2 separate regions of the Mus musculus genome follow, and region 1 is linked to region 2. Evidence: chromatin contacts called from public Hi-C data. All regions are on one chromosome and are shown on one strand. Each heading gives the region's core, a stretch centred on a gene start, on an enhancer-like site or on the middle of the called end of the contact. The rest is flanking DNA. Distances are from core to core; before and after follow the strand shown.

Evidence for each region. A called contact is a pair of places that touch in the nucleus more often than the background predicts.
Region 1: a Hi-C map of the N1E-115 cell line shows a contact between it and region 2, with 4 times the contacts expected there. The contact joins two enhancer-like sites. A contact is called at or near these places in 6 of 484 Hi-C or Micro-C datasets (the N1E-115 cell line, cerebellar granule neurons, cerebral cortex and 2 more) and 1 of 115 datasets of contacts at active chromatin or transcription factors (neural progenitor cells).

The regions. Positions count from the first base shown.
Region 1 is chr7:96,670,164-96,676,839 of GRCm38.p6, reverse strand. All of the region lies in intron 7 of Tenm4 (teneurin transmembrane protein 4), which reads right to left. Among named protein-coding and RNA genes, the nearest start is that of Gm15413, 130 kb to the left of the region's middle. Within about 2 kb of position 4,384, at least 30 of the 459 cell types and tissues checked have an H3K27ac peak or open chromatin away from gene starts, as enhancers often do. A contact at or near this core is called in the N1E-115 cell line, where this site is marked.
Region 2 is chr7:96,521,098-96,528,653 of GRCm38.p6, reverse strand. The region is part of intron 4 of Tenm4 (teneurin transmembrane protein 4); the gene reads right to left. Among named protein-coding and RNA genes, the nearest start is that of Gm15412, 180 kb to the right of the region's middle. Within about 2 kb of position 6,158, at least 32 of the 459 cell types and tissues checked have an H3K27ac peak or open chromatin away from gene starts, as enhancers often do. A contact at or near this core is called in the N1E-115 cell line, where this site is marked.

The sequences.
Region 1 (6,676 bases), core at 3,135-5,634, 150 kb before region 2:
TCCCTTATACAAAAATCAACGAAAAATGTTTATAGCTGATAAATGAAGAAACAGCAACAGAAGCAGGCAACTGAGAAACCTACACAGGTAGATGGCACAGACTACAAAGATGGGGGCCAAAATTGACAGCTCCTGTGGAAAGAGGCCCAGGGAGGGGGGCTGAGTCAAGGGCTTTTCTTTGTCATTGGAAGCCTTTGATAGAAATGTAACTTCTAAAGTTTTGGGTACAGTTCACTTTCATTTACAAATAACCACAAGGAAAAAGCTGTTCTAAGTTAGAGAACTTGCACTTCAACACCAGGTGTCATGCTACGTCACAGACACGCTGAGCCCGTGGTTCTTAACCTGTGGGTCGTGACCCCCCTCATGGGTATTGAAGGGCCTTTTCACAGGAGTCACCTAAAACTACCAGAAAGAACAGATATTAAAATTATGATTCATAACAGCAGAAAAATTAGTATTATAAAGTAGCAACAAAAATAGTTTAATGGTTGGGGGTTACCACAACATGAGGACCTGTATTAAAATGTCGCAGTATTAGGAAGGTTGAGAACCACTCACACAAACAGAGGTGTAGGGTGGCGGTTTACAGATGAACATAACACTTTCTAATCCTGCAGTGAACACGAGTGATTGGGAGATCACGTGGAACCCATCTATGATGTGAGTTTGAAGGTCTAAGGGGCCTGGCAGGAGGTCATTCCACAGGCTGGAAGACCAAAGCGTAAAGCCTGTGTAACTTTGTCCGTTTTTGATGCTTCTTGTAAAGCCCTGACAGTCACCAGAAGCCTTGGTTCACTTCTTACCATTAAAGTCATCCTTGCTCACCGTGCACTGATATTTAGTGAGTAACTGGCCTGCCGTCCACGTGGGAGCAGGATGCTGAAATTCCCTCGACAACAGTGGATTATTTCGCTGTGGGACCGGAGCTTGTTTCTGATGAATTATCTGCTTATGTGCATTGCGGCGACCAGAATGGGGATTGATTTAATGTTGAAGCCATTTCCTCGCTGTCCCGTGCCCCCTTTTTTTAGTGCTCTATTTGCTTTGTCTACACGGATTGAATGGCAATTTATTCCCCATTTAGTTTTGAAGGAAAGAACTGGTGATGTATTACCTTTATATTAGAAAAAAACAAACAACATCTGTAAGGAAAGTGGTTGCCTCCCTGCCACCACTTCCGCGGTCTTCTACCATAGGCAATCAGGCGGGCACCGGGGAATATGATAAGATCCGCAAAACGTGGCAACGGGAGAAAAGTTGAAACAGATCAAAATTAAAGCCCTCCTGAAGGAATGAGGTTAGAATAGAAGGCTGAATGAGCCTGGGGTTTCTGTTATAGGAGCTTTCACTCCAAACCGAGGAGGGATGGGTGTCCCATCCACGCAGAGGCTGGCTGCTCATGTCCCAGACATGTACATGACTGGCACTCATGTGCTCCTGTTAAGTTAAAGGGCTCTTTGCTTTGAAAATGTACATGATGTGTGCAAGATCTCTGTCACCCTCACTAATGGTGTCCTTCAGACCAGGAGACATGTCAAAGTGCAGATTCTACTACAAAGATGGCACCTGAGCAGGCATAGATATCACCTATCCATCTCGGACAAGAGTCTCTTTTTTTTAAAATATAAAACAAGCAAAGTGCATTTGTTTCATATACACTGTAAGAGATAAAAGATAATCAATTTAAAAGAACAGAAATCGGGCGAAAAGTAAGAGCATAGTTGAAGATGCACAGTTTATACAGATATCAAGGTAAGGAATGAGGACTCAGCCTGGGCAGCGCTTTCAGCTGGAGACCTGCTTTAAGTGTGTCTCTTGTAGGTCTTTCTTAGAAGCCCTGGGCTTCTCTGATGCTCAGTGGCAACAAGTGTGCTCCTTCAGCAAGCTCTGGATGGGGAGCATGGTAGGTCCTGACATCAGTCAGGGTGGACCATTTGCTTAGGTGGTTATCATCCATCCAGGGGGCCAACAGCCTGTGAGGAGTCTCCTTGTAGGTGTGATAAGGATGGCTACTGGAGAGCTACAGGGGGTGCTTCTATCTCAGATCCTCATCACTGTGTCAGCTGCTCCATATATGGTCTCTGTTCATCTGAAAAGCTTGCCTGGCACAGGGAAGGCAATTCCTTTCTCATTTGAAGGGTCATTATTACCCCCTGGAGTTGGAGATATTACCAACTGGACTTGGCTTCCTTACTAGGCAGTGCTGGTAGTATTTTTTAGGGCCATAGATTTCTTTCTTTTGAGAAGGTCACCTGTAATCCAGGCTAACCTTGAACTTGTATAGCTCAAGATGATCTTGAACTTATGATTTTCCTACCTCTGCCTCCCAAATGCTGGGACATTTCACCTGGGTTAGACCATGGTTTAGGAGGTGATGGGGCAGTGTTGGGAAGGAGAAAAGAGTGCCAAGAATACCATACTCACTGCCCCTTTCCATCCATCTATCTGCTACAATCCCCTGGAGACTGTAAGGCTCCCATTCCAACCTCCTGATGGCAGAAGGACATGCCTCTTCTAAGTCTGTTTTTCCAATGTCCCCAGGTCTTCTATAAGGGAGCCTCCAAATCCCAGTCTCCCATCTCCCATTGGTCCTTCCATCCATACACAGATTCCCCTTGCAGGGTGAAGGGTGTCACTACTTTTTCCAAAGCTACCATCATCATGGCTACTCTGCTCCAGGTTGCCCCTGTAAGCAGAAGGCGTGGGGCCATGGTCTTTCTTAATGTACTATTCTGCAGCTTCTAAACTCATAGAGACTGTGGCAGTACACACAGGGCCTGCACAGGTCTAAGCCAGATAAGGTCCCAGTGCTGAGAGGAGAAGAAGGCACAAGACCCATCCCTAACCCAGAATCTATTTCCAATTGATAACCACCCAGAAAGGAAAACTTATTTCTCCAGCAGAGTCTCCCTAGGTATACAAATCACACTCAAGGGCAGGCCATGCCCAGAGATAGATGACCAACACAAAACAAACTCAATGGTATTTTTGGAGGAATTAATTTATTTTCATCTCACAATGCTTTATTTAGGCTTCCCCCCTTATATATCTTTTGCTTATATATTATGGTTTCTGATTTAAGTTTTACATGTTTTCTCTGTGTATGGATGTGTGGGTTTCAGTATCCGGGTGTGTTTCTTGTGCTTTTTCTTTGTCTCATTTCTGTTGTCTGTTTGTTTATTGTGTTTGTCCTATTCTGGTTTGTTTGTTTTTATTTTATCTTATTTTTTAGATGCCCGTTTGTATTCTAATGAGAAAGAGAAAGAAAGGGTGTGGCCTTGGATAGGTGAAGTGCAGAGGATCTGGGAAGAGCTGAGGGAGGGAAAACCATCATCAGAATATACTATACAAAAACAACCTATTTGTTTTTAAAAGTACAATAGAAAGAAAACCAGAAAAGAACTATATTTTAGAAGCCACAAGTGTGGAGGTTACAAATGTAGCTTTGCAATCACGTCCATGTATGAAAGATCACGTTTCCCATTTCCTGGCTGTGTGACTGCATATATTGCATAACTTTTCGAATATCCTTTCCTTCACAATTAATGGTATTAAGTCTAGCCTATAATTATGTCATAACTAGGTAGGGGCTAAGGAGAGGCCTTCTGCACAGGACAGAATCCTAGCAAGAGTCGGTCTTGACATAGAACTGGATCCCCAAGCAATTGTCAGAGCCCGTCTGGTCCCTCTTTGCTCAGGTGTACAATGGAGACTGAGCATCTGAGGCTGGAGTGGGCTTCCTTCGCTGTAGGTCTCAGGTTCAGGCAAGAACATGGTGGAGTGGGCCCTGGGTGCCCCACAGCCAGGGCCACGTTTCTTCCCCTTTGCTCTCAACTGTCCTGCAAGTAGACTTTTATTCTAAATGTACAGATACAAAAATTCAGCAAGTACTAACCACCCTCCTAGGATCTGCACAAAGGGCTAGTCCATGCCTTTAGCCCTTTTACTTATAACCCAGACTCTTTCAAAGCTCACTGGCGAATTTGCACCTCACTGCCTCCCACCAGGCTGTTTTAGACATTCACAGGGTGAACTCAGCTGTCAGTTGAGGTTGGAATAGGCAGGACAAAGAAACAGCCATCAAACTGCTTCCGTGTGTGGTGAGTAATTACAGAATCTGCTAAATTACAGTGATTAGGCATTGCCAAGGAGAAGTCAAAAAAAAAAAAAAGTCTCCAGCAACTTTGGAGACGGGAGGGGGAGAGTTTAATTAAACAGCTCCTTGCTACTGCTTTAATCTCTCCCTTGGAAAAACCCACAGGTTCAGAGGGGACAAGAGGGAGGGCAGAGAAGGACCCAGGGAAATCCTCCTACAATGGCGCTGCCTGGGTCTTTAAAGGGTTCCTGGGAAGTTAGTGATGAAATGAGAGATGGTGGCTTTTATTATGGAAATGCAAGCATTAAGCCAAGGATTTGGACCCATGAGGGAGCTGGTAAGGGGGGTCCAGTTATAACTGTTCCTAAATTCCTGCTGGGGCGAGGCCAAGCCTCAAGTGGCCGTAGATTTTCTTTTGAAGGATTTATTTTCCTTATGTCAAAAGTTCACTACCCCCAGACTTTGTCATTTGGGTACAAAAAAAGTGCTTTTTAAAAAGCCACCAAACATTGAAAACAAAGGCTTCTCTGCCATCTATTTTACCAGCAAAGGTTCTTCTAATTAAATTTTGATTATGAACTGGGGAACACAAGTACATTTGTGGGCTGCTCACAGGATTAAACTTAGACAAAGTGGAACAGCTATGAGCCTCTGTCCTGAGTGGATTTCAATTTTATGAGGAGAGCCTTATAGAGAGGGATTTGCTTCCAGAACTAGAGAAGAGCCCGCTGAGCTGGCAATGCCCAGGAAGGAAGTTCTAGGACTGCCTATGATGTGAGAATCTAGTATCCTGTTTAATCTCCTACTGCTTAACCATGAGGACCAGAGTTCAAATCCCAGCACCCAAATTTGGCAGTTCACAAATACCTCCAACTCTGACAGTGTCTTCTAGCCTCCATACCTGCATACACATGTGCACATACACAAAGATACTCACATATACACACAAACAAAAATTTCAAAAGCAAACAACATTAATATTTAAAATAAACAAACACAAAGCTTGTGACATCAGTTAATTTCTATACTCTGCCTACTTTTTCATATTGATACGATGAACACATTTATTATAGGTATACATCGTATAGTTTTAATATGGTGAAATGATAGTTAAGATTCTTAAATGAGAAAGAAACTAATTGATCAAACTTCTGGAAGCTGCTTTGATGACATTACTTTATTTAAAACCTATGTGTGGCTCCAACAAATATCTTTCCCTGCAACTAGTCAGCTGTCATATAATGAGGGCAGTGGCTTTCAGGTTGATCTTAGCATTCATAGATATGTGCTTTGAGACACTTGTCCTTTCTTTTACACAGAGCTAAGAGTTATTTTTCTTTTGGGTATGTGTATTTTTGACAATGACTTCAGGTCTCTGAGTCTAGTGCAAGAATCCTTCAGAAGATGAAATTCTGTTCATGGGCCACTGTGGGTCCTCAAACAAACAAACAAACAAACAAACAAAACAAAACCAAAAACTCTCAAATGTGATAAATATCACCCTGACACCTAGCTAGAAGAACACCCCACCCTAGAATGATGTGGATCTGAGCCCTTTCTTCTGATTGAAGCAATGATTAAAACCAGGCCCCTAGCAAACAATTTGCCACACTCTGACCGTTTGGAGGCAGGATGCTGTCATTAAAAGGTCATCTTTGCAGCCCAGACTGCATAGGGTCCAGGGGAAGGTTCCAAATGGTTGTACTTTCCTTCTGCTGCACTGCCAACAGGATTTAAGAATCCACAGGGCCTCATCTGTTGTTCCTTAAGCAAACAGCTAATGTAATTTGAAATTTCACTTCATCCTTGTGATGGCTGCTAGCAATCCTCCCAGAGCCCATTCATGCTCCCTTTTAGGGAGGTCAGGGCACTTACCCAGAAGCTCTCAAAGTGCTGGAGTGTTATATGGGTTCTCTCTGCCCACCAATCACAAGGAAGGTTACACAGTACACGGTGATTAGCACTCTGCCCGCACCTTCCAAGTATAGTCTGCAAGATTCCTCATTATCTCTCTTTTACTGTGTAAACACACACACACACACACACACACACACACACACACACACACACACACACTATGACTGCCCATGTCCATAATGCATGTTTGGAGGCCAGAGGCTGATGATATCAGGTGTCTTCTTCTATGGATTTTCCTTATTATTCAAGACAGGATCTCTCCCTGAACTGCACTGATTAGCCGGACTGGCTGGACAGGAAGCCCCAGCAAGCCTATTTCTTCCTTTCCTGCCAGGTGCTGGGATTACAGGCATGACACATCACCAAGTCCAGCTTTTATGTTATTGCTGGAATCTTAATTCAAGTCCTCCTATTTATGCAGCAAGCATTTTTACCAGATAAAGCATGTCCCTAGCCCAAAGCCAGCCTTTTTAAAAGGCATGCTAACACTGAATACCACCAGCAGCACTGCTGCATGACAAAGGACACCCAAAGCCTTGGAGGGAGGTGCTGTAGGAAGTGACTATGTGTGAGCTGGGCTGTCCCATTTTAAAGCACACAGCCTAGAGCTCTGCCTTTCTCCACTATGAAATAATATAAAAGAGATGCAGCGGGGGAACG
Region 2 (7,556 bases), core at 4,909-7,408:
CTCCCATTTTGCCTGCTTTCTTCTATGCCCTGGAAACTTCTTCACAGCTTTCTGAGTACTTTTTCTAAAAAAGGACTGAGACATGGCCCTGTGGTAACTTCATCCAGCTAAATAGGAGAAGAGCTGGCCTGGCTTGACCACTGAGAGCCTTGCCATTCCACTGACCGGTAAGCAGTGCTTGTCACAGCAGCATCTGGGAGCCTGTATGAAATGCAGAGTCTCAGGCTCTACCTTATCTGAAACTAGACTTTCAGGGCTCCTGCATGACATTGACGACTGGTGGGCATTGAATGTATAGGAAACCAGATCAACCCTTCAATCCAAAGACCTGCTGCTACCTGCTCATGTCCTCGCCACCCTGATTTCAAACACTCCACTCTTGATGCTCAATCCTGACCACCTACTTGCTCCTTTACCTTGTCCACACACTGCCCTCTGCCTAGAATATCTTCCCTGCACACTGGTAGCTAAAACCCTGCAAGGCCAGCTGCCCTGTGCCTGGACTTCCCCTCAACTCACCCCTTCCCTTCCATAAGACCACTGAGGCCCGACCTCCTCTCCCTGAGCTCAGGGTTCAGCAGTTGGTCAGCTGCTTATGGTCAGCAAAGGTCTGCCTTACTACAAATAAAGGTGAATCCAAGAGACGGTGGGGTGTACCTTTTTTTTCCCTTTCCTTTGCACCCTTCCAGGTCCTACCTCAGTCCCTGTGCTTTGGGGTCCTGGGGTGCAGATGGGGTTTAGAGGTTGCCTTGGAAAACCCCAGTTAGTTCCATAAAGATAGACTGACAGAGCTGTGAGTACAAATACGTTTTCTCAGTAGAGATCTGCAAATAGGATGCTTGCTAACCTGACTCTTTTTGAAGCTACTTACTAGAGGCAAGGAAACCAATGCTGTCTTCCCTCCTCCCGATTGTTCCCTGAGGAACACCCCCTGGTTTCTGAGCTGTGTTCTCAGAAGCCTGCTTTATATGAATTGACCTACCTTGTCCACCATGTCAATAAAGAAGTAAAGTAACACATTAATTATAACCAGCAAAGGTTAGCTGAATAGCTACTTTGTACCAGGCCATCAAGGCTGCCATTTTGGGCTATAACTATAAATACCATCTGCTTGCTTCCTTCTCTGAGGTTTCTCCTCCAGCTCAGGGGATAGTTAAGAATGTGGAAAACTGGGTAGTTCCTGCAGGAGCCACTGTTTCCAGAGTAAGTTACTCTACCTCACACGGTCTCATTCTCCCTATCTCCAATATGAGGACTACAATCTCTGTTGTCCACAAGCTTGAGAAACTCAAACAGGATCACAAATCTGAAACGTATGTGGTAATTTAGAAAACATTATAATAATCATACCAGAGGCTATAAAGGCAGACGTGATTGCTGGCAAATCCAAGACTCATTCTCTTCCTACTTTTCCCCAGACTGAAACAAATTTTGTCCAACAAATAAAACAAGCCTGCCTAGTTCATGATTGCCAGCTATTCACTTTCCCAGACTCCCTTGCGGTTATTGGTAACCACATGACTTTATTCTGGCCAATCAGTTGGGAACGGAAGCTTACTGGTAGAAGGAACTTGGAAGGGTGATGGCTGATACCACATATTTCCTTCTTATCCTAAATGTGAGCTCAGGTGGCCATGATGGCCCATCAAAGCAGACTTAAGGATGGTGATATAGCTCCACTTGCCCTTTCTGCTTTCTCCATCTCTGTGCCCCCCCCAACACCCAAGGCACCATCTATCCTAGGTGACAGCTTCAGCCTCCAACCAGATGTTATCTCATGGTAAACTGAGTGCAAGGTGACATGGCAGAAAACATGGCGCTAAGGTCATCCCGAAAGCACTGTGGCTGTAGGGAAAGTCCTTATGGTATAAGAAGTGGTAGACACAGTGCACGAGGGGTTCAAGCCACACTAGGGTACCTTTGAACACTGGGGGCAGGATTAGAACTGCACCCCCATGACTCTTCCACATAGGAGCTGATCTCTAATCAGATGGTTGTCCCAAACTGGGCTCCTGCCTTCTCTAAAGCCTGCCCTTGCTCTTAACTCAGCAAGAGTCAAAAATCATGACAAATCCTTGAAAACCTACAGTTGTGACTGGAGTGAGGCATTTCCGTGCTGACTCCACACACTCTTTGCCTTATAGATGAGGACATTGGAGGCGTGGATGGGTAATTAAGCTTATCCAAGAACCAATGCCGAACCAGGTCTTCAAGACTGTGTGGTTAAGGCCTGGGTTGTCTACCACAGTAGTCACCCACAGCATGTAATAGATTTCAATTTTAATTGCTGTTAAAATAACAATTAAGGTTTTTAATTGTATCGTCACATTTCATGAACACAGCAGCCACATGTAGAGACTGGCTAAGTGTAGACAGTGGTGTTCTAGAAGTTCGGGGTGGTCGGAGAGTAATTCATGAGTCCCCACCTGACAGGCCTGTACAAGGGTCCAAACCTGGTGTCTCCTGTTTGACTTGAAGAAGCAGACAGGGGTCGGGGAGAGAAGCTTTTTCAAGTATACACAACTGCTTGTCAATGTACAGTGTGCCTGGCATCTGCTAACCGGTTGTCTCTCACACCAGCTCTATGCCATGTGGGAGACTAGACAGTGAGATACAGGAGTGGATGGGAGAAGACTGAGATACAGGAGTGGATGGGAGAAGACTTGTCTAAGCTGGGGATGGTGGAGTTTGAGCTCAAACTCAGACCCGATCGATCCTTCTGCAGCAGCTCTGTGGCAAGGGGCCGTTTTGGAAGTGTTTCCCCCTTTCATTCATTTATGAAAGGACAAATTGGATCTTTCCAGTGAAGAAGGCCAAGTCCCAGAAGGGGATAGTTGGGGACAGTTTTCAGTTTTCAACCTTGGCCCAGAGGGAGGTGGTTCTCCCTACAGAGCACCTCTGTCTCTATCTGTGACTTGGGAGGCAGGTCATAGGGGAAGCCCATTCTTTCTGGGGCCTCCCTCACAGGCTGGGCTGAGGTCTCTATAAATCAGGTTCTGTTCACCCCTTAGACTCCAGACTGGAGTGGGAGTGAGAGGATACAGCTTTAAGAAGCTGGGGCTCCTAGGCTCCACAGAGAGCTTGCAGAAGTCTCCAAGGCTGGGCCTGATTTACGAGGCTGCTTATGGCTCCAGGCTGTCCCAGATCTGTGCCTGCCCCAGCCCCAAGTTGTGCACTGACCCAGAGAGGGGTCAAAAGATCTGAGGCTGGACCCAGGAGAGTAGGCCAGATCTATTCCATCTGCTCTCCAGAGGATTTGGCATCAGCTATGTCTGGCAGGAGGGCTATATCTGGCCACACCCATTTTTACCTGGCTAGACAAGTCGGGTGTGGGAGGGGCAGAGGAGGCATGGCCTGACAACCTTGGATGTAGGGTCCTAATGGTTTGTGGGACTACCTACAGCTAACCTTCAACCACTATAATAACCCTTCCAAGAAGCTTGGACCCTCGTTTCAAAAGTGGGAACAATGGCTCCAGAGGGCAAGTGGTATCCCAAGGTAAGCAGCAGGCAACCAGGATGCTCACACACCTCTGCTTCTTGTCTTCAGCTCCTCACACAGCTGCCCACATTTGGCCATTCTCTCTTGATCAAGGAAGACAAACAACCCTCATGGAGAATAGCCAGCAGGCTCCTTTGCATTCTCCCATATGCTATACTGAAGGTGAAAGCACACTGACTCATCTGGTCCTGAAATACTTAGAAAATAAAATGGATTCTGTTGCCAGGGCCAACACCAGGCCTGCAGCCTGCAGCCTGCAGCCTGCAAGAGAGTTGGGAACGTGCTTGCCTCTAGCAGCCTGTTTCTTCCTGCAGTGAGGGATCAGACTTCCCGGGTTTAACAAAGCCCTAACTCTCTGTTTCCTGCAACTGTGGTACCACTTGCCATTTCCAGACACCTGCCCAGCACGTACCAGGCCAGCCTGTTATCGTCGTTTCTTTTGGTAGCCTGGAAAAGTAAATATTGTCATCCAATTTGAAGGAGATCAGAGGGATCTATGACTCACAGCTAATGCAGAGCAGCCCTAGAGCTCAACCCAGCTACATTGTCTCCTAACTCTGTTATGCTTTCCCTGCAGCACGGTGGCCTCAAAGAATGGGCTAGCCTGGGTTAACCCATGGCTGGGCCATGTGATTGTCACCTCTCTGTTGTTCTGTCCGGGGGGGGGGTCTCACATCCAGGAAATAAGAAACATTCAGTAAGGTTGCAAGGGTGGACACTAAAGCCTGAACCTGGATGTAGACGTCACCATTGCTACTTGCCAGCTGTGTGACTCTCTATAAAGAACCTCTCCAGCTCTGTTTCCGGTTCTGCCTAGCTACCTAACCCAGGTAACTGACTATTCCCCTGAAGCATCTGGCACCACACTGGTCGAAGGTAAGCAACTGATAAATGTTCAAGATCACGATGGCCGTGCTTCCATTGGAACCAGTAAGGAAACAGACAGGGTGAAGAACACTCTGTTGGCCCTGCAGAGAGATGAGGGAGGTTGCTGCGAGGACAAAATTTTGGGGTGATAGTTTCAGTTCCACTGTTACAGAGGTCTCAGGTCCACTGTTACAGAGAAGCCCAGAAGGAGTTTGTCAGCACAAACAGTCACTCTGTAAGTGACCAATGGTCTTCTTTATGTCCACATAAACCTGGCAAGCATCAGTTCCCCGTTCCCTCAGCCTTACCCATAGTCAGCTCTTGCAGATAGCAAGCAGCTGTCTGGGAAGCCAATTCTTGGGATCTGTCCCCGACTCAGAGAGGCTGGGATGCCAGAAGACCAGACCTAGCCAAACATATGGACCTGCAACCTAGTAAAGTCCACAGCTGGGCCACTGGCTGGCTTTTCTTCTGTTCCTTGGAATATTCTGGCAACTCTAAAATAGTTTCAGCAACTTATAGACATTTTCCCAGGATATTCTGGTCTCTAAGGGAACAATCTGCTCTTTTCTCACACTTTTAAATCCCTTTTCTTGGAAGACCAGTTCTTGTGCGAGTACACACACACACACACACACACACACACACACACACTCTTAATTTGGCCCTGGATATGATTAGTAAGATTTCAGTGTATAGACTTTGGGACTGGCTAAGCTTACTGAGTGAATTTTATTTGCAAGTTCTTAATAGTAAAGTTCTAATTATTATTTTTTTAAAAAATTTCAATAATGTATTACATAATAGCAATTACTATACTATTCATTAAATTCATGTTAACTAAAGAAGTAGCTTTCATCTTTATCATCACACCAAGTCCTCCCAGCAACCCCCAAGAGAGGACTCTGTTATCTCCATCCAGTTTACAGATAGGGAAACAGAGGCAAGCTGACTTGCCAGAGGCAGATACTAGTTCTGCACTGCTGGCACGGAGGACAGGGTGAAGACATGGTGCCCAGGGGCCCATTTTCTTTCTTCTGGGCCAAAGAGCTTACCAGGCAGAGCTGCTCCCTCCTCTGTTGTAAGGCCACAGAGGGACTCTATCAGTTCTTAAAGTCTCTGCTTCTCAAAGCCCAGACAACCCAAAATTCCTTGCACTTTATACCGTGGCTTCCTCTCTGGCTTTCCAAAGCATTCCTAGCCAGCTGTGCTTCCTCTCTGTGGTCTGAACAGATAATTAAAGCCCAGATTCCTTCTTCCAGAACATATATTTGGAAAATAAAAATTTTCCTCATTTTTTTTAATCTCACAAACAAACAAACAAACAACAATGAAGAAAACCAGGTCCCTCAACCCTTCAAAATAGAACAAAGGAATCCTAAAAACCATTTACAAGCAGCATCTTACACTAGAAGTCAGGGGAGATCAAACAATAAACTGTCAATACAGTACCAAACAGTGACCATTAGAGTTACCTGGACATCAGTGGCTAGCCACTAACTTCCCACGGTGGTCATAGTCACACATACTTTTTAGAACTCCAACGTGAAACTAGGCAAGAAGCCTTAAAAAATGAACACCACTTGACTTGGAATTGGGAGTCTACAGAGCACAAGACAATAACACCAAAGCATACAGATAACTATAAACTGTGACAATGGGCCAGGCTCTCCTACTTAGGCAGCATAAGAAGTTGTTGAGAAGGGAAATGCCCTCCCCACAACTGGTGAAGGCTGAAAGGGAGGACTCAGCAATCGCAGGTACACACGTCGTTCTCAACTCACATGATCCTCTGTCCTCAGGGCTGTCTGCTGTTTTGCAGTGGCCTGCCCAAGTAGCATTATCTGCTGCCTTCCACAGCATCATCCTGGGTCTCCTGTGTTGCCTCCATCCCATCTCCTGGCCAGTGATAGTCATCTTTCATGGATGCCATGTGATCATATCACTCCCAATGCAGGCTTATTTCTCCGGCTTCCCCCCTCCTCCTAGCAGATCGCCAAGCTCTGCCCCCAGGACCCTCCTGTCTCCTCCCTTCCAGATGCTCATTAAGCCCTAGAAATGTGCTCCCAGTCAGGCACCTGCTTGTGTGCAGACTTTACTCAGCATGAGTCAGAGAACTTGCCTTCCAAAGCAGGCCCTTAACTGGAGATGGCTCCTCCCAAGCATTTGCCTAAGGAAGACTCATCGTGAAGAAGAGCTGGCGGCAGGCCACCAGAATAGGCTCCCACCCTCCAGGAACAGGGGCACACCCGATCCCACAAAGACGAGGAGCAGAAGGAGCACTCGACTAGCAGATGCACATGTTAGTTTGCATTTGGTCCCCTCTCTCCTAGACACATTCTCTTGTTACGGTAGGCATGTGATGTGCCTTGTCGAGGCTCAGGGGCTTCCAGGTGCAAACCAGACCAACATGCCTGGCCCCAGAGTCATAAACAACAGCAACTTTATCACCATTCCGGGACATCATCGCTCTGAAATCGATGTAGCATAGCAACTAGAAAAACCAGAATTTTCACCCCAGCACCCAAACCTATGGTAATGAATGAGCACGAAGGTCGGCTTTACTCATCCTTCAGGTAAGAACATAGAGAGCCCCTTCAGCTCCTTGCTAACTGACCTCAAACAAGATGTCACATGTAGAAATGACCTTGTAAATGGTTCAACAGGGACAAATGTAACCATTTATTCTGCCATGCCCAAACCTGCTTCCTCAAAGCTAGTAGGTACCCCAGACATCACAGAGACATCTTGCCATCAGGTCCCCTTGAGCCTTCCCTCCCTCTGTTTGTGTGACCCCATTGCCCAGCCATTTCCAAAGCCATTGGTTTGCTTCAGGTATCGCCAGGGCTGTCCCTTGGGTGGGGCTCAACTTAAGAGAGGGCTCCTGGATTTTCCTTCGTGGGAATCATGCCTAGTCTGTTTCTTCTGTCCTTTGCAAGGCCTCCCTACGGACTTCTGTGTGCGTTCCACTCTTCACATCATTCTCCCTGCCTTGCCGTAGTCCAGGGTCTGAACTGAAGGTCTATGGGTGTTGAGGACAGAAACGTAGCAGTGTCTTTCTTGCCTTTGTCATGTCTTCTCTTGGGAAGGATGACGTCATCATTTATTTTAGTTTTGTGTGTGTGTGCGTGTATGTGTGCACTCACCATGCATGCATATTTCTAGATACAGGAGAGGGTATTTGAGGA